2 separate regions of the Mus musculus genome follow, and region 2 is linked to region 1. The links are chromatin contacts, called in public promoter capture Hi-C maps. All regions are on one chromosome and are shown on one strand. Each heading gives the region's core, a stretch centred on a gene start, on an enhancer-like site or on the middle of the called end of the contact. The rest is flanking DNA. Distances are from core to core; before and after follow the strand shown.

What was found. Capture Hi-C pulls out chosen DNA fragments and counts their contacts.
Region 2: a promoter capture Hi-C map of adipose tissue shows a contact between it and region 1. The contact joins two enhancer-like sites. A contact is called at or near these places in 2 of 484 Hi-C or Micro-C datasets (granulosa cells and nephron progenitors), 3 of 115 datasets of contacts at active chromatin or transcription factors (all in embryonic stem cells) and 4 of 9 other capture datasets (adipose tissue, embryonic stem cells, liver and 1 more).

The regions. Positions count from the first base shown.
Region 1 is chr3:28,030,377-28,035,761 of GRCm38.p6, forward strand. Pld1 (phospholipase D1) reads left to right here. Exons shown (of 27, transcript NM_001164056.1): 7 at 861-926. Among named protein-coding and RNA genes, the nearest start is that of Pld1, 94 kb to the left of the region's middle. Within about 2 kb of position 1,450, at least 39 of the 459 cell types and tissues checked have an H3K27ac peak or open chromatin away from gene starts, as enhancers often do. A contact at or near this core is called in adipose tissue, where this site is marked.
Region 2 is chr3:28,106,536-28,111,982 of GRCm38.p6, forward strand. It overlaps Pld1 (phospholipase D1), which reads left to right. Exons shown (of 27, transcript NM_001164056.1): 22 at 3,200-3,313. Among named protein-coding and RNA genes, the nearest start is that of Gm42196, 67 kb to the right of the region's middle. Within about 2 kb of position 1,351, at least 33 of the 459 cell types and tissues checked have an H3K27ac peak or open chromatin away from gene starts, as enhancers often do. A contact at or near this core is called in adipose tissue, where this site is marked.

The DNA.
Region 1 (5,385 bases), core at 200-2,699:
AAAAAACAGGTTTGGGTTAAAAAGAAAAGATTTAAAGTAACCAATTCCGGAGTTGCTAAGGCTGTGCGTGGCTCAGTTGGTAGAGGGCTTGCCTAGAACACCCAAGTCCTGTGTTCAATTCCGAGTCTCACATAAGCCAGGTGTTTTGACATGCCTGTAATCCCAGCTCTGGAAGATTAGAAGTATAAGGCTATCCTTGGCTACATAACAAAGTTGAAGTCGGCCTTGTCTATATGGAACATTGTTTTAAACAAAGAAACAAAACTTACTTATTAGGAGTAATCGTGTTCTGATAAGTATGGAGGATTAAAAACTCAGCTCTGGTCTTGTCAGCACTAAGATTAACCTGCCACCTTGGCCTAGGGAACAAGCCTAGGGCCGTGCCTGAGAGGAGTTTGCTAGATTAGGTCTATTGAGGGGGGAAGAACCACCTTAACCATGACTAGCCCCCATTTGTAGGGTTCTGGACTGAATAAAATGAGTGAGCTGAATGCCAGCATTCACCATGCTGCCTCAGACTGTGAGTGCAGCGTGATCAGGCAGCTCCCATGCTTGCGCCATGGTGGACTGCATCTCTTCAAACTGTAGGTCAGAATAGACTCGTTCTCATCAGGTATTGTGTCACAATGACAAAAACAACTACAAAGACCTAAGCATAGTAAAAGTTAAATATTAAGAGCAAGAAGAGGTTTAGCTAACACTCCAAGAGAACAGTGGGTAGTGTGCATACTACTTAACGATAGAGCATAATAAAATGACTAACATATGTTAAAGTGAGACCTGATGTCATCATTGTCACTGCTGAAAATTTCTACAGACATGATTATGTTCAACCGTATCCAAACTATTTTTTATTGTAGAAGCAACTGGAAGATTACTTGACAAAAATACTAAAAATGCCCATGTACAGAAACTATCATGCCACGGTAAGTACCCTTTGGTGGAGTGGTCTTGCAGAGACCTAGAAGACCCTAAAGGGTAGCTCACTTTTGGGTATTCCATGAACATAAGTGCTTTGAGTTCCTGAGTTACACTGAATTAATGAATACAAAATTGCTTGGAGAGTCTCGATCCAGTTTATAACGATGACGTTGATATTTTTATAATACTGAGTAGATCTTGATAATGTCTGTAGCAACAGATTCAAATGAAGTTGAAATGCTACTATGGGCTAGAAATCTAGCAATCAGCCCTTTTCTCTCTACAGGTTTTTAGAATGAAACCAAAAAGCATTTCAATGCAGACTGTCAAGCAGGGTTGCGTACCCCAGATTAGACAGCGTAATTTGATTGCCACCTGATTGGCTCATGTATTCTTCTGATAGTGAGAAGCGTGGGAAACCAGGGAGAGAAAGACCTCTTGCAAAAAGAACAGAGAGAAGGTTGGTAGGCTTTGGAGCCACAAAGACTGAGCCTGGGAGGGCTGCAGCCAGCCTGCAGGAGGAAGCAGGCTTTGCAGTGTCAGCAAACAGAGAGCTTTGCTTTTGAAGAGGCCCTTGAATGGGGAGTGGGGTGTTTTTCAAAGATTAGCTTTCAGTTCTGCGGAGGTCTGAACAATGGCGACTATCTGGATTTTAATATTTCTCTCTGGCAGCACAGACAGTTGCTGTGAGGTTGTCCACACAGAAGTGTTGCACGTAACATGTATGAAATTCACACAGGTGCTACTTGGCCTCCAAGCTTAGAGAGTGGTGGACATGAACTGAGGAAGGGAGAGGAAGTGAGAGTGCTTGTCTCTGCTGTTTCCTGTGCGGGAGCTTCCCTACTGCTGTCTGCAGGTCTCCCTGTACACACACACACACACACACACACACACACACACACAGCCTCTGGTGTGGTGGCCTACAGTTCGGTGCCCATGGACTTGAGAAGCCTTTCAAGGCTTTGTAAGCCTGGAGACAAAGGAAACCTAGCCATTTGAGTCTCACCTGAGACTCTCAAGAGGAGGCTGATGTGAGAGGGGTCTTATTCCATCTTGTGGTGGCGAAATCACGTAATGGCTAACCCCTTGCTGATTTTAGGAGGAATGCAGCACTTAGCTGTGCTCTCTGAGCTCGGATACGTTATCCTCCTGATGCAGAGTCTTGCAAAGTTGACCTAACTCCCATACGCAGCACCCCCTCTCCCTTGTTTTTCTGCCCATGGCTTGACCTACACCCTTTCTCTGGACTTAAGAGCAGCACGTGTTGAGTTCACTCTTCTCTCGTTCTGTCTGCCTTACTACATTTTAGATTGTGATATTGAACAAGGAATTGGATATATTTTAAAGCGATGTTTAGTTTAATTACTTTTTCAGTCATAAAAATCTTAATTTGAAGCCACATTATGTTTATAAACCCCACGGTACCTTATAAGCATTGCTTTGGGAGGAGAAAAACCATCTCACAACCTGATGAATGTTCCCTTCCTGCTTGTATCTGATGGGTGGCCAGATACGCCCTTCAAAAGTTGAATCTGCCATGATTCACTGATATTTTCCTTCATGGTAAATTTCACCCAGTCTCAAGACTAGATACATAGGCCATATGTCATTTTGAAAAATTAGGTTACTATCTATGTATTTCCTGTAATAACTGAGAAATATTAAGTAAGCCCCAACTACAAAGGGCATTTTCTATTTATTTATTTATTTTACAGATGTAACATGCTTATACTTTATAAAGCAAGCCTGTTTGAAGTTAACTCAAGTCTTTTTCTTTTTTGCATGGTATATGCATGCATTTGTAGGGGTCACATATGTGCATGTATAGAAGCCAGGCGTTAACATCCTAGGGCTTCCTCCATCTATCTCTGACTGACCTTTTGAGACAAGATCTCCCCCTGAACCCGCATATCATCCATTAGCAAGGCTGGGCATCCATTGAGCTCCCATCTCCCAGGTCTGGGATCAAAGGCCTTCGCCGCCATAGCCAGCATTGTCTATAGGTGCTGGGGTCAGGTTCTTCAGTTTACATGGTCAGTACTTTACCCACTGAGCCTTCTCCTGAGCCCTGAACCTCTTCTGGATTCCCAAGAACTGCACAAACCAGCTACGGTGGTGTGTACCTATAATCCCGGAACTCCAGAGATAGAAGGAAGCAAGGAAATCACAAGCCAGCTACATGGTTTGAGGTCAGCATGGGCTGACTTCACAAAGATGAGACTCCATGTCAAGAAACAAACAAAAAGCATACTGTCTCCGGAGCCTGGTTTTTTGGTTTTTTGTTTTTTTCCCAGAAGTTTGGATGATTCTCATCAGGAGGATTTGGCACGTAAATTACCACGCTATGGCACACTTTGGCACAGATAAAGGACTTGAAAGAACCAGGAAAGATGTGCTGTGATAGTATTGGTGAGAGAGGACTAAGTCAGAGGGAGCTGGGCAGGGCTTCAATGCACTGGGCGTTAGTTGGCTCAGAGGCTTTTGAAGTCAACCATGTCTGGTCTTTCCTCTTCCTTTTGAACGGCCCTTTGTTGACTTTTCATGTGCGGAGAACTATAGTCTCATCCAGGATCGGGAAGATTGCTTTGTATTTATTTCTTCCTTGCAGCTCTGACAGAGTAGCCTAGCATTTAAAGGGACTCCTAGGATTCCCCCCAGGAGACTGCCTCCTTCAGTTCTCCTCAGAGGGAAGGAGAGGTTTATCAGATACATTGGTGAGGACGGCATGTAGGCTGGTGGCCACAAAGCAGAGACAAGTCTGATATAGGTTCAGGTAATGTTTGATGAGTTTCTTACCCTTTGGACCTGTGGGTGGCAAAGATTGCACATTTAAGTTTTGATAGTCACAAGGAAGTTAGGTCAGGCGCAGCGATGACAAAGGTACACTAAAACTGTCCAAGAAAATTTGGCCCTGGTCTGCAATACTGTATAATTAGTTACTCTACATTGCAGAATCCTTAATGCAAGGGCAGCTTCCCCCTCTTTCCATCCTCCTTTTTGAGAACTATCACAGTGGATTTCATTTCCCTTGACACAATCTGGGCATTTTAGGTGCTGACTGGAAAATGCTTTTCTCCCAGGGAATTAGAGGAAGCCAGATAAGTAACAGTAAATGTGTTTTTTCCCCTTAAGATTAAAATCTGGACATAGAACACAATGCCCAGTTTCTTTTCTTTTTTGGGGGTGGGTGGGGGGTGGAGACAGGGTTTCTCTGTGTAGCCCTGGCTGTCTTGGAACTCACTTTGTAGACCAGGCTGGCCTCGAACTCAGAAATCTGCCTGCCTCTGCCTCCCAAGTGCTGGGATTAAAGGTGTGCGCCACCACACCAGGCTTTTTTTTTTTTTTTTTTTTTTTTTTTTTTTTTTTTTTTTAATGCCCAGTTTCTAAGAAAAGGCCATGAAGTGATGGGAGCCCATGGCAGGTAGCCCTCAGTGTTGGTCATCCCCTCTCTACTGAGATGCCTTCTCTCCAGGGTGGAGATTAGCTGGAAATCTTAGATAAAACACCATAACTCCCTCCCCGCCCTGAGATCAATAATTCTGAGTTCACTTCTCCCTCCCATTGTAGGGCAAGTAAAATTAACTCAAGGAGAGGAATAGGTAAGGAATACAGAGGCACAGTTTCCATGGCAACAGAGAGAAGCTGAGCCAACTTGAAAGGCTGCATTTTCTAATGAAGTTGTGGGTGTGTGCTGTTTTTCATGACCAAACCTTAGATCCTGGAGGGACCATAAGCCATTGTCCAGCCTCTTTCTTCTCCCCATAGATTGGATGCCTTAGTCGCCTGTAGCTGTGTAGGCTGGTTTACACACGTGGCAACTATTCTTGGAGTACCTGGGCCTGCCTCTCCCTGTCTCTACCTGCATGCCGTCCAGCAGGAAGCTTCCTGGTTGGCCATTCTTTCAGTATTTCTACTTGAAGCATGAAAGGGACCTTTGAAGATTGCTCTCCTTTATAACACCAGGATGGCCAAAAAAGACAATGTGCACGTGATGGACAAATAATCTCCACAGGGGTCAGGCTGTTACCCTGAGGGTTTGTTGCTTGCTGGTTGGCTTGGAAACCTGTGTAGTCTAGCTTTTTAAGTATCTGATATCTGGCATTTTCTGCCAGAGAACACTTTCTACCCAGTGCCAAGAACATTTTTAATTGTATTGATTTGCAACTGCCTCTTCTAACAAGAAACCAAGAAAGTATTGATTGGTGCTTTAGGGAGTAAGAGTACCCTGGGAATACTGTTCGGATACATTGTTCTTAAGTCTTAGTTGTGAGAGGCTCCTGTCTCAGTAGAGGGTCGAATTCTTAGCACTGAAGAAACACTAAGAAGGTTGAACAAGGTAACCTATTAAAAATAGTTTATGCTTTGCTAATTAGTTTCGTCTCCCATCTAACCTTGCCACATTTGCTTTCAATATGATAAATCTATATTAGAATGCTTATGACAGGAGATATTCCTCTTCTTTCT
Region 2 (5,447 bases), core at 101-2,600, 76 kb after region 1:
GGCTCTGGCTTCCATACACATATGTAGGCACATACATGTGCGTTCACACATATGCACAAAATCTTATACACACACAAATAAATATATTTTAGAAATCATATAAAATAAATAGAAAGGAAGTGGGAAGGGGCTTGTTCTAGTTCCTCTAGAATTCTGCTTAGGATGAAAAAACAATTTTCACTCGCTCACTCTTTTTTTTTTTTTTTTTTAATTAAAAAAAAACCTGTGTTTGTTTATTTTCTGAGACAGGGTTTATCTGTGTAGCCCTAGTTATCCTGACACTCCCCCTGTAGACCAAGCTGGCCTCGAACTCAGAGGGCTAATAATGCAACACTGATAACAGCTTTATTCCCAACATCCACGAGGCAAAGCAACCCAACAGTCCACTAGCAGATGAACGTGTACACACAATACAGAAGAATATTCAGCCACAAAGCTGAAGGAGCTGTGAAGCATGCCACGGTATGGGTGAACCTTGAGGGTAGTGTGTTAAGGAAAACAAGTTAGACCAAAAAGGACAAGCCTCATGTGATTCCTCATATATGCAAAATCCAGGTAGAGTAAACTAGAGATAGCCAGGGACTCTAGGGAGTGGGAGGTGGGGGATGAAAGCTGGGGGGTAGGAATGAAGCGAATTCTATCTGTGATGATGATGAAAAGCTTTGAATATGGAAGGCATCATGTAAAATTAGGACCACAGTTAATGATGAAGACTCTCACAGTGGACAGAATGCCCAATTTTACATTTTATATATTTACCATAATGAAAATTCAAATGAAATATAATTAAGAAAAATATCAAGTATAGTTTGACCTACTTTTTGCTGAAATGTTCTTTTAATCTGACTCCAACCCCATCCTCCCAGCCAACAGAGCACACTGAAAGCATGGGTTCTCTACTGAAGGCTGCCCCAAATAGAAAGCTATGTGAACCTCCACCCAGTGTGTTGGAGCAGGTCAGCCCTCAGCCCAGGTCATGAGCTTGTCATGAATGAGCAAGACACAGAGCTTATGGGTCACTTCCTGGCCACGGTCTGGGAAAGAAGAGGCAGATGAGACCCGGTTCTGACTGCAGAGCCAGGCAGCTCCAATGAACAAGGTGACCTAGAAGTGCTTCCATCCTGGCTAGGAGCTCAGCTGACTTGCTTTATTAGCACGTGGGTGGGGTACTGTGGACATCACTGGAATGACTATGGGACGTCTCACAGGAATATACTTTAGTTAAGTGTCCACTTGGGTTCATGCAGTCTTTTAAATGTGGACTGTGGGAAAGTAGCTCAGGGCTTCCTGTTCTTCTCCTGTGTCCTGTTTACCATTTAAAGACTGTGCCTTGTCGCCTAACCAAGGCAGTAACCAGGGCTGTTCACATTTTCTCTGTATTCTTCCCAACTCAAACTACGTTTGCCATCTAGTGAGTAATCCTTGGCATTGCAGCAGTCTCCCTCAAATGCCTCATTTCTCAGCCATTGACTTTTCATACTATGGTCCCTTTGATAGTCACTTCTGCCCTGTGTTGTCATGAATATATGGACATTCAGACCCACCTGTCAGGTTTGACCATTAGAACAGAGAAAATTCTCACAAGAAGGGTCTCTTCCTCTGTTCACAAGAAGACGAACTATGACCATTAGGTATAATAAATGGTTTAAGCAGGATGACCCTTGAGAATTAGCCAGCAGAGAGAATGTGCTCAAGCAAACTGTATTTGTGCACTGTGAGGTATCCAGCATCTCTCTCAAGCTTTCTCTCTTTCCCGTGTATTCCTAAGCAAAGCCAGAAGCTTTAAGAGTTTGGGACTCTCGCTGTACATGTTGCCTAGTGGGCTATCTAGCCTGTGGTCAAGGATAGCTATAAAGTCAGCCTGATGCAAAATGTTAAACTCACACAAAGCACTATGAGAGGGTTTTCACTAACTCCATTTTACCATTCTCCAGCATAGCCTTAGTCGATGACAATGTCCTGCCTTGGTGTCAAAAGGCTTGATGTGTCTATCAGAGCATAGCATTCTGGGCTTCTGAATACACATCAAAAGAAAGAGCTGCATTTTCTTCTATTGTTCTAGCTGTCATTAAGAAGCTTCGGTTTCCTATAAAAGGTGGCCTGAAGATACTGTGTTCTATAAGCTGGGGATTTGAAAATGAACACTGGCTGGGACTTGCTCAGTGGGTAAAAGGTGGTTGTCACACATGTCTGCTGACTTAAGTTCGGTCTCAAGAGTCCATGTGAAAGAACAGTGGGAGGCGAGAACCAGCTCCATAAAGTTGTTCTCTGAACTCCTCACATGGGCTGTAGCGTGTGTGCCTATGCTCCATATATACAATAATAGTCCTTTTTTAAAATAAAGTACGGGCCATTGAGATAGCCCAAACGGTAAAGATGCTTGCTGCCCAGAGCAATACTCTGAATTCAATCTCCAGGATTCACATGGTAGAAAGAGACAAGTGAGTCTCACAAGTTGTTTTCATACTCTCTCTCTCTCTCTCTCTCTCTCTCTCTCACACACACACACACACACACACACATACACACACCTGTGCATAAATGTTTTAAAAATAAAATAAAAAATAACAACTAGTCACTCAGAATTCTTGAAGAATTCCCAGTAACATTCTCTGGCTGGAACCTTAGCATTCCTAAATACCGATGACTCTGTTTTGAAAAACATACTGAATCTTATGTGTATATTTGCTTCTAAGACATAGGTACCGGTACCCCCACAGTTATGAATCAAATGCCCACAATTTGCCAAGCTGTGGACTGCATAACTTAATAGTAATTATGTATATATATATATGTCTATGTATCTATGTCTGCACATATGGATACACATATTTAAATAAAATCCTATTTAAAATTACATAGTCTCATTATGGTAACACCCTTTTCTAAACTTTGGTATAAGTCACTTCCTACACCCTCTTTCATGAGATCAGCAAGATTTATTTTAAACTGCCTTCTGTCCTGCAAAGGATGATGAATGGAGAAGCGGAAGCAGACACGTTTCCCTCTTTACTGCCCAATTAAGTGTACCATACAGCATAGCGCTCAGATCCCATAGTGATAGCTGGGATCCAAGAGTCATCCAAGCTGAGTGAGGAAGGCTGTATGGAGGCATTTCGTTTGTCCCCAAAGCCCCATGGTCTGCTTGGATGGTGATGTAGCTGCTACTTGGTTTTATTTCTTTATTTTTCTTTTGCAGGGAAGGCCAGAGATATCGGGTGTACATTGTGATACCGCTGCTGCCGGGATTCGAGGGAGACATTTCCACAGGCGGGGGGAACGCTCTACAGGCAATAATGCACTTCAACTACAGGTACCCTGAACACCAAGGAGGGAGCTACAGTGTTTCTACTTATTTGCTCAGTAATGCGCTTTTAAACCTTAGTCTTTACAGGGTAATGAAATTCAGATGTCGCAGTTATCCATGGTGGCTCTGTCAAGTATAACAGCACCAAAAAACTAGTCATTCTGTGTATGTCTCTTTCTGTCTCTGTCTGTGTCTCTGTCTCTTTTCCTTCCCTCCCCTCCCCTCTTCTCCTTTCCTTCCCCCTCTCCATCTCACTATGTGCTGCCTGGAACTTGCTATGTAGACCAGGTTGACCTTGAATTTCAGAGACACTCCTGCCTCTGCCTCCAGAAGGCCCAGCTAGTGCCTCTTTTGTATTCGTTTTAATATATCATATTAGTGAAAAATATCTATGCACTAATCCCTTTATTGTTTCCAGGAAGTAGAGAAAAATAAAACAGGAGAAGTAAGTGCGAACACAATCCAGGTACAGTTTGAGCGCTTTCAGTTAGAGCAGAGAGGACAACCTGAATATGTTCTTTGTGTTTTACACTTTTCTAATCATCCTTTTAGGAGTTATGAGGGGGAAGAATGAGACTTTATAGTGGACCAAACAGAGATGGGTTCAGGGCCTTGGGCACACTTGGGTGGAGGGCGACATGCACCTTGCTTGGCTTCAAAGGACCCCAGTTGCCTCTGACAGTTTGAGGTGCCTTTGGGTGGGATTGTGGTAGTGTTTGATGGCCCAGGATGTCCTGAAACTCCCTGTGTAGCTGAGGCTGACTCTGAACTTGTGATCTTCTTGCATTTACCTTCCAAGTGCTGTTTGTCACCGTGCCTGGTTTGCAGTGCTGGGGACAACCCCGGTCTTCCTGCCTAGTTGTTGGTTTTGTTCTCCCACTGACTGCTACCTTGTGCCTGTTCACCTGCCAGGATTTTACCTGAATGATTAGTACTAATGCTGTTTCCCAGGGGTGAATCCACCTGGCTACAATGACAGCCTTTGCTCTACACATTCTGGCTGAAGATGGGTTCATCTCTGCTGTTGTCTGATGTGGGACATAGCCCTGTCATAGTTGGTGATGTTTAACTGCACTCTGTCTGCTTTCTTGGCAATTCAAATATTACTTTTGGAATATTGTCTGCTGTGATTATTTCCTATGATTGTTTCTTGATATTTTTGAACCAGCTGAATGATATACACATTTGGCTGCTGTTCAGCAACCCAAACTATAACCTTTCATTATGAAAAACATCTCTATTTGAAGGCTATCAGCCTTCCCAGGCATGCTGTATTGTTAATTACTTTTATACAACAGGCAGATGGAACAAAGAATTTTTGTTTTCTTTCCTTTTTATATAATTTTATTATCACTCCAGATCAAATATTTTCAATTTTAATTTTAAAATTTTTATGAGCACATACTAATTGTAAATAATACTGTGTTTGCTATAACATTTTCTTACAAGCATCTAATAATTTGATCATATCTACCCCCCACTTTTGTCCTCTCTCACTCAGGCCACCTCGACCTCTTTCCAACTAGCCTCTCTTCTGCTTTGCTTTCTCCTTCCTCTTTCTTTTGTGAACCTGTGAATTCCTTTAGTGTTGTTTGCGGTTGCATTCGTGAGAGGTGATTTGTGGCGGCGTGAGCATCCTGGTGGCATGCCACTGAAGAAAATGTCCCCTGTGACATGATAGAACCTCAGGATGGCTGGTGTCCCTTGCTTGTCCGTTAGAGTCATCAATATTTAACAGCTTGAGAGACCAAAAATCCTCAGCAGAGCCAGTTATTTAAACCTTGATTTTTCTCATGTCCAGGTTTTTGCTGACTCGATGGAAATAGCCCAGTAAAATAGTTTGCTCTGTCCCTGGTGCTTTGCCAAAAGTTTGCCCTTTTCACCCCCGAAAGCAGGATGACTGTATAAGTGCTCTTATCTGGGAACACTCCCAAACTTATCGTTCCCGTCACAAGGTTTTCTAAGGGAAAGTTCATGCAGAGCCCATCTCTCTCCCTAAAACCTGGATCAGTTTTATAACTCTTCCATCAGCTCACCTCAAAATAACTACCTTGGTTTTTTTTTTTCAGTAACATTACAAAAAAATTCCTGTTACAGTTTTAACTTTTGAAAATGGGCATAGCACTTTCTCATGAAAGTA